Linked DNA regions of Sus scrofa: regions 1, 2 and 4 are each linked to region 3. The links are chromatin contacts, called in public HiChIP or PLAC-seq and promoter capture Hi-C maps. All regions are on one chromosome and are shown on one strand. Each heading gives the region's core, a stretch centred on a gene start, on an enhancer-like site or on the middle of the called end of the contact. The rest is flanking DNA. Distances are from core to core; before and after follow the strand shown.

Evidence for each region. Promoter capture Hi-C pulls out the DNA fragments that hold promoters and counts their contacts. HiChIP or PLAC-seq counts read pairs in DNA pulled down with a chosen protein or histone mark.
Region 1: a contact with region 3 is called in an H3K27ac HiChIP or PLAC-seq map of alveolar macrophages. The contact joins the promoter of LMNA here to the promoter of IQGAP3 in region 3. A contact is called at or near these places in 2 of 47 Hi-C or Micro-C datasets (liver and skeletal muscle) and 1 of 2 datasets of contacts at active chromatin or transcription factors (alveolar macrophages).
Region 2: a contact with region 3 is called in an H3K27ac HiChIP or PLAC-seq map of alveolar macrophages. The contact joins the promoter of SEMA4A here to the promoter of IQGAP3 in region 3. A contact is called at or near these places in 1 of 5 promoter capture datasets (fetal liver), 1 of 47 Hi-C or Micro-C datasets (heart right ventricle) and 1 of 2 datasets of contacts at active chromatin or transcription factors (alveolar macrophages).
Region 4: a contact with region 3 is called in a promoter capture Hi-C map of liver, with 2.6 times the contacts expected there. The contact joins the promoter of UBQLN4 here to the promoter of IQGAP3 in region 3. A contact is called at or near these places in 1 of 5 promoter capture datasets (liver) and 1 of 47 Hi-C or Micro-C datasets (liver).

Annotation. Positions count from the first base shown.
Region 1 is chr4:93,924,169-93,929,308 of Sscrofa11.1, forward strand. LMNA (lamin A/C) reads right to left here and starts at 2,116. Exons shown (of 13, transcript NM_001111257.2): 1 at 2,014-2,116.
Region 2 is chr4:93,889,673-93,894,482 of Sscrofa11.1, forward strand. SEMA4A (semaphorin-4A) reads right to left here and starts at 3,323. Exons shown (of 15, transcript XM_021089686.1): 1 at 3,248-3,323.
Region 3 is chr4:93,492,325-93,497,865 of Sscrofa11.1, forward strand. It overlaps IQGAP3 (ras GTPase-activating-like protein IQGAP3), which reads left to right and starts at 3,675. Exons shown (of 38, transcript XM_021089671.1): 1 at 3,675-3,873. It overlaps NAXE (NAD(P)HX epimerase), which reads right to left and starts at 3,588. Exons shown (of 6, transcript NM_001078664.1): 1 at 3,407-3,588; 2 at 3,149-3,257; 3 at 2,913-3,023; 4 at 2,712-2,825; 5 at 1,497-1,644; 6 at 910-1,165. The coding sequence starts at 3,588. The coding sequence ends at 963. GPATCH4 (G-patch domain containing 4) reads left to right here. Exons shown (of 8, transcript NM_001243353.1): 8 at 1-513. The coding sequence ends at 45.
Region 4 is chr4:93,974,940-93,980,248 of Sscrofa11.1, forward strand. It overlaps UBQLN4 (ubiquilin-4), which reads left to right and starts at 1,447. Exons shown (of 11, transcript XM_003125701.5): 1 at 1,447-1,648; 2 at 3,584-3,735; 3 at 4,242-4,459; 4 at 5,030-5,292. The coding sequence starts at 1,541. LAMTOR2 (late endosomal/lysosomal adaptor, MAPK and MTOR activator 2) reads right to left here and starts at 622. Exons shown (of 4, transcript NM_001243627.1): 1 at 347-622; 2 at 1-40. The coding sequence starts at 414.

The sequences.
Region 1 (5,140 bases), core at 866-3,365, 430 kb after region 3:
ATAAGGTAAACACTACTATTAGTCCTATTTTACAGATGGGGACACTGAAGTCTAAGGAGGTTAAATTATTCATCTAAGGCAGGGTTTCTCAAAGCTGGCACTCTTGACATTTTAGGCCAGATAATTCTTTGCTGTGAGGGGTGGGTCTAAGCATATGGGATGTTTTGCTGTATCCCTAGCCCTCTGCCCCCAGTTATGACAATCAAAAATGTCTTCAGAAGGTGCCAAATGTCTCCTGTGGGGCAAAATCACATCCAGTTGAGAAACACTTGTATAAGGTCATATGATTAGTAGCAGAACTGGGATTGTGATACAGGTGGGCCTGCTCTGAAAGCCAAGCACTTAGCTGTCAGGCTGTAATTCTGGACAGGTAGGAGTGGGAGAGAGGAGGATTCCAGTGGGACCTAGGCCATTGGGAGACAGTTATACGCCCCCACAGGGGTGGGAAGGGGTGACTCTTTGGGAGAGGGTCTAGGAAATAGGGGGTGATTTGGAGAGTCAAGGCTATGGTTTGGGAATCCCTTTATAATGTTTCTGGGTTGGTTTTTTTTTTTTTTTTTTTTGTCTTTTTAGGGCAACAGCCACAGCATATGGAGGTTCCCAGGCTAGGGGTCCTATTGGAGCTGTAGCTGCTGGCCTACACCACAGCCACAGCCATGCCAGATCTGAGCCACGTCTGCAACCTGCACCACAGCTCACAGCAGCGATGGATTACCTTAACCCACTGAGCGAAGCCAGGGATCAAACTTGCATCCCTATGGATACTAGTCAGGTTTGTTTCCCCTGAGCCACAACAGGAACTCCCTAGAGTGCTTGGAGGGAGGGTCCCTGTCTTATTCATTCTTTGATCACAGGGTCAAGTACTAAACACCTGTTGAACTGCTGAGTCACTCCTGCACAGGTGGTATGGAAGGACCTGGCTGTTCTTTAAGTAGCTGCCACATACCAGGCACTGGGCTAGGGGCCATGTGGGGCTGATCCCACTTCATCTTGACTTCAGCCTTATGAGGAAGGTATTATTATCTGCATTTTATATACCAAAAACCCAAACTCCGAGAAGTTGACTAATTGACCTAAGATAGTCCAGCTGAGTAACTGCCTTCTTCCCATCCGGACCCAGCTAGATGGAATGATGCAGGCTTAGAACAATTAGCTTGGCTTAGTTTAGCTGGGAAGGCCCTCAGAAGGAGCGTGTTTGATGGCCTTTTGTAAAGCCAGTGAACCCCTCATTTGAATGAAATTTCACCCCAAAAGCCCAATATACTAAATGACAGAGGCAGAGTCTCTCTAGCAGGGAAGTTTAGGGACCCCTGCCTGGTGATCCTTTGCCCCTCCCCTAAGAGGCCCCCAGGGCTCTGAGAATTAAACCCCTCTCTTTACAAAGTGGGCTTCTCAGGCTGGAGAAGCTAAGATTTGCCCAAACACAGCCAGAAACCCCCAAATAGTACTCGGACCCTATTTCACACTACTGTAGGAGACAGGACATCACTCTGGACATACTGGAAGGGGCTAATCGACCTCAAGGGATGGGCATTATCGCTACCATGATGAGGCAGGGGTTGCAGGGGTCAGTGTAGGGCTGGCTATCTTCCCTGGGTGCTCCAGCCAGGCCAGACAGGGCCGCTAGATAATGAGCACAGAACCAACCCTTTACACTTCACATTTGGCTGGGCAGGTCTCCCAGGTGTCATCTTTTCACAATCCAGATTACTACCTTAACCCTCTCAAACCTCTCTGAGATGCACAAAGCAAACACCATGATGCCCATTATACAGATACGGAGATTGAGACTTGGGCCAGGTTAACTGATATGCTCCAGGCCACACAACAAGAGACAGAAGCAGGTCCCAAACTCCAGGGATTTGCCTCCAGGTTAACTACATCCCACCTCCCTTCAGTCCAGACCCCAAAGGAGCTCCATCCAACAGCAAAATCCGAGAGTCTGCCCAGGAGTCCCTGCCCGACATTCCAAACCCCATCCCCCACTCAAATGGGCCCAGAGAGCCGCCCCACCTGTGAGCCTCAGGCTTCCTGGAACCGTCACAATACACACCAAAATACTGCCACGGTACACACCAGACAAGAGCCAAAGAGGAATTCCGCAGTGACTTCGTCCTCTCTGCTCCCTATCTCCCAGCTTTGGCCCCGCCCCACCTGGTGAGGGTGGGGGAGGGGAGGTAGACGTAGGAAGGGGCGGGGCCCCGGAGACGTGGGCGGAGCCAAGGGGACGGGGCTTGTTCCCTCCAGGGCAGATCGGTTCGGGCTGGTAGGGCGACTCCGGACTCCGGCGGGGTGGTTCCTCTCCCGCCCCCCCGCCCCCGCCGCCCGGAGGCGGGCAGTGCTGACGGCTGGTTCTGACGCAGGCGCCTGCGTGTGGGCGGCTGCCTGTGAGTCTGTGTGTGTCTGTGTGTGTGTGGTTGCCGGGGCCTCCCGGGTCTCCTAAATGGGGGTTTCCTCTCCCTGTTGCCAAGGAAACAAACAGAAGCGCCACAACTCCAGAACTGGGGCCGGCGAAAAGGGTCCCCAAGCCCTAGGCGCCGAGAGGCTTCCAGGAAGTGAGGCAGAAAAGGATCCCTGTTTCCCCCCCCACCCCCAGTCCAGGTGCTGAGCAAACGTTACCCAATGTGGGGCCTGAAACTAGTGGCCACCTGTCCTGTTTGCAGAGCACTGAGGAGTTTCCTAGGACAAGGGCCTTGCAGTGCTCAAACCCGAACAGTTCCTGGCAAAACCGGACAGTTGGTCTTCCTAAGTGTCCATCCAATTTTTGTGGGGAGGCTCTATCTTAAAAATATGAGAATATCTTTTACAGATTTCACACAGATAAGTGAACACGTGGAAACCTGGTCAGGCTCCTCTAAGGGTCTTGGGAAGGCCTGTGCCACTGTGGATCCCTGAGCTTCACCTTGCTTAGCCTCACCATAAAACCAACCTGGGTTCCCAGCCCCTGCAGCCCCTAAGTTCCTCAGGGTCCCCTTCCAAGGCTAGCCCTTGGCACTCACCCCAGGGAGGTCAACTGGGAAAGCAAATTCTCCCCGGGGAGGATGGTGGTTAATCTGCAGGAGATTTCCTGATGGGGGAACAGATCAAAGGGCACTTCTGGATTAGTGGCGGCCACGTGTGGCAGGTGGATGGGCAGGGCCTTGGCCAAGGTCAGGAGCTCCTGGAGGGAGACTCCATGGGATGGAAGGGACTGCCTTGGGCCAGTGCTTCATCAGTCATTGCTTAGAAGCCAGAACTTCAGAGCTGGGAGGAGTCTAAGGACATCATGCAAGCCAACCCCCTCCTTTCTAGACCTGCCTTGATCCAGCTCCCCAGATTCCCCTGTCCCACTATCCCTATGCCAGCCCACAGGCTAGCCCCAGAGTAACACCCCAATTGCCCTCTTTGTCTAGTAAATCCAAAGCTTACAGGGCTCCCTGAGAGCCCACTTCACTTTGGCCCTTGACCCCTGAGTGGCAGGTAATGGGGGAGCCACTGGAGCAGCGGTAGGGCAGCAGGGACCTGGCTGGGAGGGACAGGATGCACGAGTGGCCTGAGGCTGGTGTGCTCTCAGGCTGCCCAGGGAGGGGCCAAGAGGGCATCTGTTTCCTCTTGGCCATGATTCCCTCAATCCCATCCCCAAAGGAGGTGAAAATGGGGCTGGCTTCCTGAAGCGGAGCTTCCTGGCCTTGGCGGGGAGGATGGATGGGACGTCCTCAAAACATCCCGCATGCCCTCTCCTCTCCCTGCCTGGAGCTCGGCACAGCTGAACTAAGGCTTCGGGGTGGGGGCAGAGAGGTGAGGTCTGGGGTTCAGTGAGCACAGCGATGTACCAGAAGCCACAGTCAGGCTCAACTCCCAGGGGGTGCGGGGGGCGGGGGAGGGTAGAGGCAGGGGACTGGTCTGGCTCAGAGGGGGGGCTTCACTCAGGTACTTTAGTGGAGGATGCATGAGAGAGAGTTGATCACAGAGGGCAAATGGGGATGAAGGGAGAGATAAGAGTGGGTAGAGGAGTTCCCGTCATGGCGCAGTGGCTAACGAATCCGACTAGGAACCATGAGGTGGCGGGTTCGGTCCCTGCCCTTGCTCAGTGGGTTAACGATCCGGCGTTGCCGTGAGCTGTGGTGTAGATTGCAGACGCGGCTCGGATCCTGAGTTGCTGTGGCTCTGGCGTAGGCTGGTGGCTACAGCTCTGATTCGACCCCTAGCCTGGGAACCTCCATATGCCGCGGGAGTGGCTCACGTAAAGGCAAAAAGACCAAACAAAACAAAACAAAACAAAAAAAAGAGTGGGTAGAGGGAGGAGGTTGGAGAGAAAGTCTACTATGAGGGAGAAAGAACTGAGCTTTGAGGTAACTGGGGGGAGTCCGGACCAGGGGATCCAGGAGCAGAGAGCTGGGCAGAGGGGAGGCACAGGAATTGAGGAGAGGGGCAGCTGCCTGGGGCTGACACCAGCAATCCAGCCCCAGCTCCTGGTGGGGCAAATATTTACCCAGCAACAGTTGCTAAGCAAGGAGGAAGGAGGAGGGAGACCAGTAGCTAGAAGGCTTTCCAGACTCCTCCCTCATAAAAGACAAAAAAAAAAAAAAAAAAAAAAAAAAAAAGGGTGAGCCATTATGTTCTCCTCAGCCCTTCACCCCCACCGAGCAGGCTCCTCGCACACATATCTGTGGGGTCACCCCTCCTACTTCCCCCCCACCCCCACCCCAGGCCAACCCAAGCTCATAGCAGGACAGAAGGTTGGGCTAGGGAAAACTTAATCCCCAGGCAACCAGGACTTCCCCCTACCCTGGGACAGCTCTGGGGGCTCAAACCTTGCAAAATTCCTCCTTCCCAATCTGCTGTTCAAGGGGGGGCTGGAGAGGGGGGCAGGTCCAAGAAGTCAGGATACGGTGAGGGAGGGGGTGCTGAAGGACCCAGTCAAGATGTCCAGGGGATGAAGGCTGGAAGAGAGGATGAGGAGACTGAAAGGAAGGGAAGGGGTGACTATGTTAGAGGCTGTGAAAGGGCAGGCGGTGTGGTGGAGGTGGGGGGTGGGGTGGGGGGGGTGGCTGATGGACCCAAAGAAGTGAAGTTCTCATGGGTCCTTCCGGTTCTGGCCTCTGGGCAGAGGAGGAGAAGGGACAAAGGAGGGGAGGGTGTGCTCAAGTGGAGCCAGATG
Region 2 (4,810 bases), core at 2,073-4,572, 400 kb after region 3:
GCCTCACCTGGCCTGCCTTTCATGACCCTCTTTTTACAATCATCAGCAAGTCAAATCAACTGATGATTATTAAGTGCCTACGGTGTGTATGGCACTAGGGATGTCCCCAAGCCTCTACTCCCCCAGCATCTCCCCACCTCTTCCCAACCGCACAGTCTCCCAGCCTTCTTGCCACCCTCCCAGCCCAATCCCCCCCTAACCCCTTACCCAGTGTCTCCTAGGTTTCCTCCTCCAGGCTGACTAGTGCTGGAAGGCTGAGCTGAGTATTGAACACAATGGCCCGACCCCCTCTGTCTGCCCCCTCCTTAGGGCAGAGCCAGAGCCAGACAATGGCCCGCCCCCGCCTTTCTGAACTGTCAGTTCTCCCGCTCCCTTACCTGGAGCTCGGAGATGCCGCTGCGTTTCCCTCCGCCTGGAATGCCAGGCTTCCAGTCTCCCAGTGCCTTCGTCCCTGCCACACCCCCGCCCCCCATCCCCAACCCCATCCCGCCTCACTGGTCCTCGGTCACCATGACAACCACATCTCTAAGTGGGAGGGACTAGAATCTCCCCACATTCTTCCTCCTCCTACCCGTGTCCCCCTGCGCCCCACCTTCTGCGGCTCCTGGATCCACATGTGTGGAGGAAGCAGGGCTCCGGATGTGGGGGGAGCCAGGAGGGGCCACACTGGCCCCTGGGGGTCCTTGTTCAGCTTCAGCTCACTGTCAGGCAGGAACCACAGTGCAAATGTCCCGCAGCTGGGTTCAGGGGGTCAGTTGGGGCCAGTTCTCCTTTATAGTCAGTTTCTCTGGGTTTCCCCTCTTCTCTCAGGAACTGTATGTCTGTAATGGGGTCACACCTGAATGCTAGCCAGCCTGACCCCAGACAAATTGAGTTTGCCAAAGAGGATGCAAATGAATACTTATCTATGCAAATAAGCCAAGAGACAGGGTCTCTGTCAAGAAGCGTAAGAAGCCCCCTTCTATTGATAGCATCCTGGCTTGCAAGGCAAGGGTTCTACTGCCAGGTTCAGGTTTTGCCATTTCTTCCTAAACCACCTTACCAAGAAGATGGCTCCTCCAGAAGTCTTTTTTGGCTACCCCCTGAGACCTATTAGAAGAAGATTTGTGCTATAAGAGGAGGGAACGAGGGCAGACTTCAGAGAGGATTTGCTAGAGGTCCAGACCAGATAGGGATAAAAAAGAGATGTTCCCATCATGGCTCAGTGGTAATGAACCCAACTAGCATCCATGAAGAATGTAGGTTCAGTCCCTGGCCTCGCTCAGTGAGTTAAGGATCTGGCATTGCCATGAGCTGTGGTGTAGGTGGCAGACGCAGCTCGGATCCTGCGTTGCTGTGGCTCTGGCAGAGGCCGGTGGCTACAGCTACAATTAGACCCCTAGCCTGGGAACCTCCATGTGCCGTGGGTGTGGCCCTTTAAAAAAAAAGACAAGACTGGGCTGGATTCTCTCCCATCTGTGAGGCAAGCAGGGTCTGGGTGGAAGAGTTGGGAGCTGGGCCTGGTGTCCTCTGCCAGCCCTGATTCTGGACTGCTATTTACCAGAGTTCCCTCCTGTCCCCACTGGGCTTCAGCTTCTCTGTTGGTAAAATGAAAAGTTGAAAAATCCCCTTCCAGGTTGGCTCGTCTCAGCCTGTGGGAAGACTATGAAAAAGGTACCAGGGGCTGGGGAACAAGAGCCCTGGATCCCAGGCCTGGATACCTATAACTTGCTGTGTGATCCTAGGCAGGGCACTTGCCCTCTCTGATTCACATAGGTAAAATTGTGGTTTTCCAGCCCACCTGAGCTTGGCTCATCTCTAGACTTAGTATTTTTAGGAAGAAGGAAGTGAGTGTGCTGTTGCAGGCCCAGGGCAGAGGGTTTTACAGGCCAAGCCTGCTTCCCCTTTAGGTCTGGGTTGGGGCAATGGGTGAGCATTTCTGTCTGGGGCAGGGCAAGAAGGACATGGGCTGAAAGCAGAAGTGGACTCTGAGCAGAACTGCTATCACATTCCCACCACTTCCTGACACGCCATCCTCTGTGCCCTCAGCTCCGAGGCCTTGGGGACTAGTGTGCCTACTTCAGGCTCTTCTCCCTCAGGACTGGGACCCATGGCAGGAGGGGAAGGGCTGACTTGCAATCAGGTGGCAGGGACACTGAACTAGGACTGTAACAGGAAGTTGGACTGCAGAAAGCCTTTACACCTGGGGTGGGGGGGGTCCTTGGGTCCCTGCCCCGAGTCCCTTCCCCTTTAGGGGAACTGGGCCCAGTCCTGCCACAGAGTGGCAGAACTAGAACAGGCTACATTTGCAAAATAAACCAGGGGAGTAGAGTAGAGGAGTCTACAGGCCCCCGGGCTCCACTTCATTCCAGGTTACCCAGCTGGGCTTTTGGGAGCCTCTCCTGGCTCTGATATGTGGAAATCAAAATATCCAGGAAAGAAGTTCCCGTTGTGGCACAGCAGAAACGAATCCAGAAACACGGTTTCAATCCCTGGCCTCGCTCAGTGGGTTAAGGATCCTGTGTTGCCATGAGCTGTGGGGTAGGTCGTGGATGCGGCTCAGATCCCGTGTTGCTGTGGCTGTGGTGTAGGCCAGCAGCTGCAGCTCCGATGATTTGACACCTAGTGTGGGAACTTCCATATGTCTCGGGTGCAGTCCTAAAAACAAACAAACAAACAAAAAGCAAAAACTTCCAGTAAAGAGCTAAGTTGTCTTGTTGAGGGGGGCAGGGACTTAGACCCGGGTGCTGGCCAAGGCTGTAGTTACAAAGTTGCTGGGGTGAGCTGGACACCCAAGTTCCCATGTCTAGTTGTCTGGGGTAGAGAAGGACAGAGAACCTTTCTGCAGCCTAACCTCTATTTCTCCTGCCATGACCCACACAACTCCATTTCCTCTGGTTTGCTCAGCCTCAGTTTCCCCATCTGTGGAAGACAAGGGGTCAGGATCCTATGTCTTTAATTTCAGGAGACGCAGGGGGGTGGTTGAATGGAGGTTAGCAAATGAAGGTCCCAGAAAAATACGAAGGGGGAGTGGAGGGTGAGGAGACCCAGGCATCCTGCCCTCTAGTCACTGTCCCCCAAGATCCTTAGGGCTGCCCTACCCGCTAGTCTGAGGCCCAAGCATCCTCCCAGAGGGCTCCCTACGTTATCCACTGGAGTTGGCACACAGATAGTTCATGTCCACAGCGCTAGGAAACTGGCCTCCCGCCTCCCCTCCACCCCACCCTGGGGACCGAGGTCCCCCTTCCCCACCCCTTTCAAGCCTTACCCCCAGCCCAGCAGTGGAGACCCTAACCCAGGCGTCCAAGGCTTCCAGCAGAGTCTGTACCGGGCAAGGGGCGGAGCAGAGGCGGGCAGGGCAGGGGGAGGGGGTGGGGGCCCTGCCAGCCCCCTCTGGTGCCCCAGTTCCCAGGCAGCTCTTAAAGGGACCAAGGAGAATTAGCCAGGGGCGGCTTAAGGGGGTAGAGGTAGAGAAAAGTGGGTGGCAGGGAGAGGATTAAGTCTGCCAGGGACAGGAAGGCCAGAGTGGGGGGTCCTGACACATCCTCTAGTCTTCTGGAAACCTCTAGACTCCTCAGTCTAGCCTGTCCCATGCGACACCCATCTTGACCACCCAGCCTATGATTACCACCCCCTCGAATCCTGGCCCCTATTCCTCTTGGGCCCTTGCCCACTTCCTCCCCTCCTCCGCCATATTCGTGTCACCTCAGTCTCCGGTGAGAGCTGCCAGCTGGCACTGACTGGTACTAAGCACGGAGAATCAGCCCAAGGATTGTAAGGGCCTGAGGCCCCGGGGGGGTGGGGGGGGAGCCAGCACCTCAAGGTCAATCTAGGGGGTGGAGGGTGGGGGCAGGTGGCACCTTCCTCTCCCAGCGGCCTCTCCATGTCTTCATCTGCTGCCCCTCTGGGTAGGAGCACTGAGACACCCGGGAGGCTGAGTGACAAAGGGTCCCTGCTCAGCCCCTCCCTCTCCCATCCCTGAGAGGCTATAGAAAAGGAAAATGACTTATCCAGTTACTTCTGGCCATGGAGGGGCAGGGGCAGCTGAGAGATATACACATATAAGGAGAGGGAAAAAGAAGTGGAAATGAAAGATAGCCGTGAGCAAGCGTGAAACCTCAGTTCTCATATCACTCAGCCTCAGACCAAAAATCCCCCCTGGCTCCCTCATGCCCATGGAATTTTTTTTTTTTTTGCCTTTTGTCTTTTTAGGGCCAAACCCACAGCATATGGAGGTTCCCAGGCTAGAAGTCCAATCGGAGCTGTAGCAACTGGCCTATACCACAGCTCATGGCAACACTGGATCTTTAACCCACTGAGCGAGGCCAGGGATCGAACCCACAATCCTCATGGATACTAGTTGGATTTGTTACCACTAAGCCACAGTGGGAACTCCCTATTTTATTAAATTTAGTCAGAGAAGGCTTTACTGGCTGGTGACATTTGAATAGAGACCTGAAACAAGCAGATATGTGATAGGAAACGTGGTCCAGGCAGAGGAAAACATTAGTGTAAATGTCCTGAGGCAGGTGTGTGCTTGGTGTGTTCTAGGAATTACCTGGGCAGTCACTGCAGCTTGAGTGGAGTGAGCATGAGGGAGAAGAGTGAGAAACCAGGTGGGGGTCATCTTGCCTGGCTTTGCATGCCGTTTTGAGGACTTTGGCTTTTGTACTGAGTGCTTTGGGAAAGTTCTTGAGCAGAGGAATGACCTATTAAAGGACCACTTCGCTGCTGTTTGGAGAATTAAGCATATGGAGCAAGGTCAGGAGACCAGTTCGAAAACTAATGCCACAACCCAGCCAAGAGATGGTGATGATGGTGAAAATGGATG
Region 3 (5,541 bases), core at 2,425-4,924:
ACTGACCGGAGAGCCAAAAAGAAGAAACAGAAGAAGAGAGACTGAAGGCCACACCAAGGTGGGGTTTGAGTGATTCCGTTTTAGGAGTGGAAGCCTCGGAGGCCTGAGTTGGCATGGGTCTTCTGCATCCTTTCCGTGAGGAGTCCCTCCCAAGGAGGGAACAGCTCTAACAGCTCTGAACAGCTGTCCACTGAGACGAGAGTGGTCGTGCCATGTCTGAGTTGAAGGAGCAGCCACATCTCCCTTACAGCTTGTAACCCAGATGTCATGAACTCAACTGGCTGCAGGAGCCAGGCAGCTAAGGGACAGGGATGCTGGGGGCTCTGGGAACAGGAACACAGATACCCCCTGAAGGGACATCTTTGCAAAAAGAAGCTGAAAATGTAGACTTACAGCAAATGTACTGATTTTTAAATACTGTGAAGGCTAAGGAGAACATACAGATTCAGCTCCTAGGTTGCTAGTTTCTAACACTATACCAAGTGGTTGAATAAACCTCACCTTGGGCTCTTAGCTTCTATGTAAGTCCCAGCTGGCGTCTCCATTCCTAACCTGGGAAGGTCCTGGATACAAATCAGTTTTCTTGCAGGCCTCTACAGAAATCTCTTCTGCAGACTTCCCGTAGCCTTGCTACACTGTTGAGCAGGAGGAGAAAGTTCAGCGAACCTCATCTAGCTCCCCGTCTGCATCCCTAATAGATAAGAACCACGCATGTGTAAAGGACAGCACGGCTCACTGGGGACCTTTTTCATCATCTGAAAGCCAATTTTCATTGCCCCCAAATGCCACAGCAACCCCTCTTGCATGGTCTGTCCCCCAGAGAGATGGCACTGCATCTCCACTGTTGCTCTCTGCTTCTGCTCTCCATTAACCCTTATTGTCAGAAGAGCTCCCAGGATGCCACAGTTCTGGGGCACAGAGGCACTAAGTCTTTATTGTGAAGAATGCCCGCCCTGCTTCCCTCACTGCAGGCGGTAGACACACTCAGTGTCAGGATAGGGTGGCAGGTTCAGCTGGTACTTCTTTTCCAGAGCAGGTGGCACGAAACGACCCCCCAGGTAGTGGTAGCGACCAGTAAACTGGGCTGCAGACTTTTTGGGTGCTGTCAGGGAGATGAGCAAGTCCGGCTGGATCCCTCCAGAGTTTCCTCTCTCTACATCCCATCCTGAAAAGAAGGTGGTATTCAGGAAGAGAAGCGATCAGATGTCTCGTCCCTTTCCAAACCTTGCTCTACCCTAGTCCCAAAGGAGCGGGAAGCCTCCTGGGTCTCCCCGAGGAACTTACATGGCTGGGTTCTGGTCTCTTGCAGTCAACATGTCAAAGGCACTCCTGAACTCTGGTTTCCAGCCCTCCTTTGAGGTCCATAAACCTGTGTTCTGTGCCTCTAGACTCATTTTAGACTTTGTCTGAGCCTTGGGTCAAGAATCAGAACCCCTAGGTCTCTACCTCAAGCCAGGGCAGGGTTCCCATCCCCCCCACCTCCTTGGATCCAGCACCTGAGGGAATGTCGATGCTGGCAATGGGCACAGTGAGTCCATTCAGGACACTCAGGATGCTGCGGAATGGCTCCCGAACTTCACCCTTGAAGCTGAAGCCAAAGATGGCATCCACCACCAGCTCATATAGTTCATCGATCAGCGTGGGCTGTGGCAGAGCGGGAAAAAAGGAAAGGATGTCAGAGTCAGCAGCTGCACAAAGAACCCTTGACAGGGGAGGGCTGTCCTCTGTACCCACAGATCATTCACAGAGGCACAAACATAATTTTCTCTCATTCATACGGCATTCTGAAGCTTAGAGTTAAGTGCAACTATCACTGATTGAAGCCAAGCTCAGTCCCATCACCATTTCTGTTCTTAGTGCCTGCCAGCCTGCCATTGGGGGGATCTACAGCACAGGGTTACCTAAGCCTGGGAGTCAAGAAGGACAGGTTCTGGTCTCAGCTCTGCTGTGATCCTTTGAACAAACCACTTTCCTTCTCTGCATCTCAGTCTCTTCATCTATAAAATGTGCTAAGAAATTTTAAAAAGAAGTTCTAAAGTTTCCCACTCCTAAATCCAGGCATCTGAAGAAAGGGTTTAGGATGAAGCAGGCACTTCAGCTCCTAAGAGGGGCAGATAATGTGTTTACTGCTTGCTAGGGGAAGAGGAACTGGCTACAGAGTGAAAGGAGTGACCCAGGAGATAAAGGGGAAAGGAAGCTTTACAGAAGGTGGTGCTGGGAACTCCTGGAGCACACCTTTTGGAGAAGACTTTTAACCACGTCTATTCAAAGAGCATACTTTGGGGGAGTTCCCGTTGTGGTGCAGGGGAAAGAAATCTGACTAGGATCCATGGGGATGCAGGTTCGATCCCTGGCCTCACTCAGTGGGTTAAGGATCTAGTGTCGCCCTGAGCTGTGGTGTAGGTCGCAGATGTGGCTTGGATCTGGCGTGGCTATGGCTGTGGTGTGGGCCGGCAGCTGTAGGTCCAATTTGACCCCTTGTCTAGGAACCTCCATATGCCACAGATGTGGCCCTAAAAAGCAAAAAAACAAAAACAAAAAAACCCCCACCATACTTTGGGCACTTTCTGTGTCAGGCACTATCCCTACCCTCTTAAGAGTTAATCCTCTAGAGAGGAAGATAGCAAGTGAGCTCAGCTTGGGAAGGTGAGGAAAGAGAACACAGGCAGTGGTTATTGAGGAGGAGAGAGCACTGAACTGGAGCCACCTACCTCTGAGGGCATTTCATCAAGGAAAGGGATGTCCATTTTCTGGCACTGGGTTACCAGCGCAGTGAAGAGTGGCTTGTTAGGCCTTTTAGGGTAATAGATGGTTGGTTGGTAGCCCTATGAGGAAAGGAAAGGGTTGTAATTCAAGTCCAGATCCTAGAAACCTCATGCTCTTTTCCCCACGGCCCTTCTGCGAATACTCACAAAGAGTTTGAGGTGTCGAGCACAGACCAGGCCATCTCCTCCGTTATTCCCGGGGCCACAAATGACTAGGACAGTAGGGGGGCTCCTGGACAAGGACGTGGGAGGATAGGCCTGAAGGCAGAGTCAAAGGGGATTCAGAGGGGCATTTGGGAAGCGACAGCTCGGGCTTGGCCCGGCTGTCCCTCCCACTTCGCTGTGCCTAGGCCAGGGGGCTTGCACAATGACTTGCCACTGACCTTGGCAATGGCTGTAGCACAGCTCAGCCCGGCCAGCTCCATTAGTTGGTCCACGCTGAACTGGTACTCGTTAAACAGCTCCTGGTCCACAGCCTGGGCCTCCTCCTGGCTGAGGAAGCGCAAAGCCTGAGGTCCCGCCCCTCAGGTGCTGCGCCGGGCCGGCAGCGCGGCCGCCCCAGGTCCCGCCCCCCGGGAGGGAGGGCCTGCACCCCGGTCCTGCGCCCCGCGTGCCCCCGCCCGCCCTGGAACTTTGCCTACCTGAGGTACTTCACCGCTGAGCTCGCCATGCCTTCTACGTCCCCGCGGCCACCCGAGATCAGCCGCTGCGGCCCCCACCAGGTGGGTCGCGCGCGACAGGCGCCGGCCTGGACTCTGACGCGCGGCAGGCGCGAGCCCGCAACGAGCAGCCCGAGCCCGAGCAGCGCCCGCAGACCAGACATCCAGCTCGCAGGGCGCGCGCCTCCGGCCCGCCCCGGCCTGCCCGGCGCCTGCGCAGCACTCTGCCCCGCCCCCGAGAGGCCGGGGCCGCAAGCGCTTCTGCCGAAAGCGGTCCTGGGATCCGCCGCGCTCGCTCCTCCGCGGCTGGTTGCCTTACGCACCCGCCCCGCGGGTGTCTGCCTGTGTCCGTGCGCTTTCTCTTCCAGTCTGGATCCAAGCCCTCCGCGGGAACATTTACGTATTGCCTCAGAGATAACCGGAAGTGCTTTGCTCCCAACCGCCCTTTGGTAATAATTTTTCATATTTTTGTAGCTTTTCCAGGAAGCTGTATGGCAGAGCAGTTAGCCCCGGTTCTTGTCCTACCACCGACTAGCTGAGTGAACCTGGCTCTCCTGGTTTCAGTGTCCTATAAAATGAGGATATGAGTACATACTTCATGGGGTGGTAATCCATGCAAAGCCGTCGACAGCGCCCCTCGTACACAGGGCTCAATAAATTAATGCTCTTATTTACACTGCTTTTCATGGGACTTAGGACCCTTATGCCCACTAGTTTAGCTTCCCCTTTCTCTGTTTACCAGGATAGCACGTTCTACTTCCCTAATCATACGTAATACTTACCCTTCTTCATCGAGATAAAAGCTGTGGAAATAGAAAAGTATAAACCTTAATTAAGTCAAGTATGCCATGGTTAAAAATGTAATTGAAACTGTAGACGCCAGGTCACGGTAATATTTCAAGAAAAAATCAGAGAAGACTAAACTTTTAACCCAAGAGTTTTGTTTTTTTGTTTTTTTTTGCCTTTTCTAGGGCCCCTCCCGCGGCATATGGAAGTTCCCAGGCTAGGGGTCTAATCGAAGCTGTAGCCGCCGGCCTACACCACAGCCAACGCCAGATCTGAGCCCCGTCTGCGACCTACACCACAGCTCACAGCAACGCCAGATCCTTAACCCACTGAGCAAGGCCAGGGATCGAACCTGCAGCTTCATGATTCCTTTTTTTTTTTTTTTTTTGGTCTTTTAGTCTTTTTGTTGTTGTTGTTGTTGTTATTGTTGCTATTTCTTGGGCCGCTCCCGCGGCATATGGAGGTTCCCAGGTTAGGGGTCTAATCGGAGCTGTAGCCACCGGCCTACGCCAGAGCCACAGCAACGCGGTATCCGAGCCATGTCTGCAACCTACACCACAGCTCACGGCAACGCCGGATCATTAACCTACTGAGCAAGGGCAGGGACCGAACCCGCAACCTCATGGTTCCTAGTCGGATTCGTTAACCACTGCGCCACGACGGGAACTCCAAGCTTCATGATTCCTAATCGGATTCGTTAACCACTGAGCCACAACAGGAACTCCTAACCCAAGAGTTTTTAAAAATGCAAACACTCCTGCCTGGTTAGGGGAGAAGTTTAGGGAATAACAAACCAGTTACCATTAAGGCACTAAGATAAAGATAATTATCCAGGTGAAATGAAAGTCCTGTTTTTATGCTAGTTTATTTTTTTCTGTATAATGAATCGTATTACTGCTTAGTTCTCAGAGAGAGGCAAGAACCCCTCCTGCTTTAACTACTCCTCTGATAGTCTCCTTTTTAATTAAAAGAGGTTTATCATCACCTATGGGATGTACCCTTGTAAAACAAACCTCCAGCTGTGTTTGTTTCACATATTTGTTGTAGGAAATTGAATTTGTCAGACTGAGATTATAGTGGAAAATTGTTTTTGTTCGACTGTGTTTGTGGTTGGAAATTGAGTTTACTCATCTGAATTGAAATGTAGAGTTGATACTACAATTGGATAATCTTATCCAAGACCTCATTAACTTAGATTTATAACTTCACCAGTAGCTAAGTAGCTTTTCTTTTATGCATTAGTCAAGTCAAGACCCCCTGCAGGCCTATTTGAGAAAATAAAATCGGTGATTCTGAAGATTCATTTCTAAAATACAATGTGAAGCATGTTT
Region 4 (5,309 bases), core at 197-2,696, 480 kb after region 3:
ACCAGAGTAGGCCAACAGAGATCCCTCGTTATTCAGCAGCCTGGAAAAGCATCAGAACGGATATCAACGTGCTCAGGATGGGGAGTAAAATACCTGACTTTCCATCCCAACTCGCCCACCGGCGCTCCTAGAAAGCAAGGGTCTGGGTTGAGTGTGTCCTAGAACATGCCCCAAACACCCAGCACGTCAGTTTCTCTTTCAAGAGTGGCCCTCTCGCCGGTTCACCCAAAGGCTGCCCCCTCTGCCACCTCCTCCCTTCCCAGAGAGCCTTCCCCACCCCTCCCTCGGAGAGCCGCGCGCAGCCCCACTCCAGTGCTCGCCGCTCGGCCTCTCGGTCCGCACTCACAGGGTGCTCTGGACACCTCCAGTGTTAGCTTGGCTTAGCACCTGGGTCAAAGCCTTGGGACGCAGCATGCCTGTGGCTCCTAACCCTGGGCTTTCACAACCTGATCCCGGAGTTTCCTATAACTGGCCTCCGCCTGCCGCTTCCCGTAGTCCAGCTGCCCGGCTCCAGAACTCCTGGGAGTTGTAGTTTCCTGGCCTGACTGTGCGGTTCTGACTCAACCCCGCCTCACCGCGGGGGGCGCTGGGAATTGTAGTTCCTCGAAGCTTCGCGAGGCACCCTGGGAACTACAGTTCGCCTTTCCAGTGAGACCACGCGGTTATGGGGGAAAAGAGCGGGAGTAAAAGGATAGTGGCAGTACTGGAAGGACATTTAACCCTCTCGGGCAGAGGAGTCATATCTGCTTGACAATCCACGATTCAGTAATTAAAAGAAAACAAAATTCCTATACTTGTCAGGCATACCTTGGGTTACTTCTCAAAGCAATTTTCTACATTATGCATAATTCTGTGAGATGAGGAGATAGATGCTATTGAGGAAATAGGCTCAGAAAGGCCATGCAGGCAAAAATCCAGGTCTCTGGAACTGTACTGAATAGACTTCTTGGAGGCCGCTACCCTCAGGGGAATTAAGTCAATCCTACAGAAGAGGTTTTAGGTAGATATCCAGAAGTGGAAAATTCAGCCTCCAAGTCGGGAGAAGCCTCAGGCCTGGAAAGGATTTGGGCTTTCCAAGAAAGACCAGTTATCATAGGGAACGGAGATAAAGCGGCGACACAGAAAGTCCTTTGTCCCGGAGAAAGAGTTAGTCGCGGAGGGGGCGGGTAGCTTTGGGCCCGGGGGCGGGGGGTTGGCACCTCAGCGCGACTCGGACCGGCTACCACGGGCGGTGGTCTCTCCCGGAGAGTTTGCTTCCCGCCCCTGTCCGGAGCAGCCCCTTTGGGGGCCGCCGCCCAGCAAGGCCCTGCCCAGGCTGCAGACCCCGGGCTCGGCCCTGGGCGGACCCCGCTGCAGTGGCCCCCCCGGTCCGCCCGGGGCGCTGTGGCTGCGGCTGGTCCGGAGGGGGCGGTGAAGCCTTGGGGAGGGGAGGGGAGAGGGGAGTGTTGGAGGCGCCGGAGCCGAGCACCGCCGGGCGGGCGGGGAGGAGGAGGAGCCGGGGCGGGCTGGCGGGCGGCCGGGTGGCGGCGGCGGCGGCGGCATGGCGGAGCCGAGCGGGGCCGAGACGAGGCCCCCGATTCGGGTCACCGTCAAGACCCCTAAGGACAAGGAGGAAATTGTGATCTGCGATCGAGCCTCGGTCAAGGAGGTAGTACGGGTGGTGGGGATTGGGGGGGTGCGGAGGAGTGGTCTGTGAAGAGGGGGGTGTCTCTGAGACCGTCGGGCGTATGGGAGGGCCGGGGAGAGGAGGGCGGGGGCCCAGCAGGCACTCGGGGAAGCGGGAGGGAAGAGGCGGCGGGTAGGGGGCGTCCTGCGAGGTCGATCCGGGGTAGCGTGGCGCGTGTTTGGGAAGGGAGGCCGGGGTTTGCCTTGTGGCCTGGTCTGGGGGCGTGGTGGAGTTGGAAGAGGACACCTTGCACAGGCAAGGGGGAAGGACCCTGTGTTGGAGAGGAGTGTTTGCGCCGCTTACTAGCGGGGGTTCGAGGCGCTGAGGCAGGGTGGGAGCCGGGCAAGGTGCGGAGGCCGGATAGTGGGCGCGGGGCGCAGGCGAGGAAAGCTCCAGGCTTCTACTGTGCGTCTCAGAGAACGCCCAGCATTCTGACGCCCGGCCGGTGCGGGGGGAGGATTTCCCTCTGCCGGGATCTTTGCTACTCTTTCAAATCAAGGTAGTTGCGTTTGGTTCTCAGCCCCTCTGGGATTTACACAAGGTGCAGTAGGTGCTCAAGAAAAATGTGGTGAATGACTGAATGAGGGAATATTGCTGTGTTCACCACCCGCCTGTGGCGGCTCCAGAATTTCACAGAGGCGGGGCTAAGATAGGCTTTCTGGTTGGGAAGGAGGGATCTGGAAGCTGCCTTTGCTTAGCAAGTGCACTGTTTTTACTTAGAGTGTAAGTTTGGGTTGGTAGGGGGGTTGCGGATAGATGTAGAGTCTTAACTCTTTCCAAGCCAGCTTTTAGTGCCATTATTGCCCTTCCCCCAACCTTATAAAATGACTCCATTCCAGAATTGAAATCATTTTCGCTGCAAAGCTGAATTTGGTATCAGCTCTAGTTGAGAGGATCCATGTTTTTGGTTCAGAGCTTGGGCTTCGGTATCGAGGCCTAAGTTCCAGTCTGCCCGGGGCAAGTTTCCTAACTGCTTTGATTCTCAGTTTTCTTGTCTTTAAAATGGAGATAATTGTTAACATGTATCTCATGGGATTTAGACTCTGAATGGTTAGTGCTTTTATAAATAACGTGTTACCTGGTAACTGGTTAAGGGTCAGCTGGTTAAGGGTCTGGCGTTGTCACTGCTTTGGCTCAGGTCACTGTGTGGCTTGGGTTCGAACCCTGGTCCAGGAACTTCTGCATGCTGTGAATGTGGCCAATAAATATGTAAATACCTAAATAAATAAGTGGGATCTGTTTATCATCATTGTCACAAGAACACTGGAAATAAAGAGAGGAAAAAGACTTGGGGTCTGAGAAGAGAAGGCTGAAGGGAGACAGGGCCTGGGCCCAAGGCTGTTGAAGGAGTTGGGATGGTGAGAACTGCCTAGGCAGTACCCTCACGGGGAACTGGGTGGAGGGACTGAAGATGGAGTGGCAGATAGAAGTGAAGTCTTTCTTGGAGTTCCCTTCGTGGCTCAGTGGTAATGAACCCAACTAGTATCCACGAGGACACGGGTTCGATCCCTGGCCTCGCTCATTGGGTTGGGGATCCATTGTTGCCGTAAGCTGTGGTGTAAGCCGCAGATGCAGCTCAGATCCCGAGTTGCTGTGGCTGTGGCATAGGTCAGCAGGTGCAGCTCCAATTCGACCCCTAGCCTGGGAACTTCCATACACTGCGGGTGCAGCCCTAAAAAGACAAAAAAAAAAAAAAGAAGAAGGAGCAAAGGGTTTCTAGGGTGGGAGTCCCCAGGGTAGAGCTCTCTCTAGTCCAGCTCCTTCAGAAAGGAGCTGCTTATTGCAACTAGAGGAGTGGAATTAGAACCGCTGAAAGGACTTCCCAAGACTAGAGCAGAGGCTCTTGAAGAAGCGGCAGAGTCCCTTGTTGGTGGAGCCCAGGCAGCCTCCACAGTGACCTTTGCCTCTTGATCACAGTTCAAAGAGGAAATCTCCCGGAGATTTAAGGCTCAGCAGGATCAGCTGGTCCTGATCTTCGCGGGCAAGATCCTCAAGGATGGGGACACATTGAACCAGCATGGGATCAAGGATGGGCTCACTGTCCATCTGGTCATCAAGACCCCTCAGAAGTAAGTTCAGGAGAGGAGCAGGTCCAGCTTCGGGTTGGGCTTTTTTTACCCCCACTGATGCTTTGTCACCCGTAGTTCCACTGTACATCTAAGGCCTTTGCCAAGGCCCAGGAAGGTGCCTCTTGGATGGATTGCCAGAAAGCCCTGTGAGCTCATCTCCAGGGGAAAGGAACCTGACTTACCTCTCCCTGAATGCCCCGAAGATAGAGGATCCTGGAGTTCCCTGGTGGCTTAGTGGGTTAAGGATTCGGCATTGTCACTGCAGCGGCTTGGGTCACTGCTGTGGGGCAGGTTCAATCCTTGGCCCTGGAACTTCCACATGCTGTGGGTGTGGCCCAAAAAAAGGCTCTTCTCTCCCTCTGTCTGATTTACTGATTCCCTGCAGCACTACCCTGCCTTAGCCTCAGGGTTGCTTAGGAAGTTAGGGCCCTAGCTGCATAGCAAACAGAAATCCTTGTCTTCCCTTTTGTGTTCGCTTCAACTAGGATTTTTCTTTCTGTCCTCAGGGCTCAAGATCAGACCACTGCCACTGCTTCTTCCCCTTCCACTCCAGACCCAGCCTCAGCACCCTCCACCACGCCTGCTTCACCCGCCACCCCTGCCCAGCCCTCCACCTCTGGCAGTGCCGCTTCGGATACTGGCAGTGGAAGCCGAAGGAGCAGTGGAGGAGGTCCCTCCCCAGGGACTGGGGAGGGACCTCCCAGTGCCACTGCATCCATACTCTGTAAGCCCTTAGGAAGGAGGGCACTGTCCTGTTCGGGGCTGGGGAGTTGGGGAAAGCCAGGAGGAGGAGAAAATATAGTCCCTGTTCCTGGCCCAGTGGAGATAGGGGACCCCTGGACATAGGGTTCCAGACAGTGGTACTTGAGCCAAATGGGACAGGAAACCAGTCTCTGAGGGCTTCCCAGAAGAAGGAGCATGGCAAAATGTTAAGCATGAGGAGGAATATGGGGCTGGGGATACGTGGAACCCTAGGTGAGGATATTGGTGTTTGGGGAAAGTGGGTTAACAGTGGCCAGTTGGGGAATATTTATTTGCTCATTCACTAGGCCATCACCAGTTGCCCTCTCTGTGCTCAGTGCTGTGCCTGACTGTCAGCCTTTGCCATCAAAGAGGTTTTGGTCTAGTAGGCTCACATCTCTCTGCCAGCAGCAGATCAGGGCTGGGGCTGTGGAAATGACTGGCAAAGGGAGATGTGAGAAGCAGAGGGCCCATCGTGGAGTCCTGATCAGTGACTCTGGCCACGTAGGGGAAGAGTCTTGTGACAGACCGTGACCCTGCCCCCTCCCCACAGCTGGCTTTGGGGGCATCCTGGGCCTGGGCAGCCTGGGCCTGGGCTCCGCCAACTTCATGGAACTGCAGCAGCAGATGCAGAGGCAGCTGATGTCCAATCCTGAGATGCTGTCGCAGATCATGGAGAACCCCCTGGTCCAGGACATGATGTCTAACCCTGACCTGATGCGCCACATGATCATGGCCAACCCTCAGATGCAGCAGCTGATGGAGCGAAACCCTGAGATCAGCCACATGCTCAACAACCCTGAGCTCATGAGGCAGGTGGGTCTGAGAGAAGG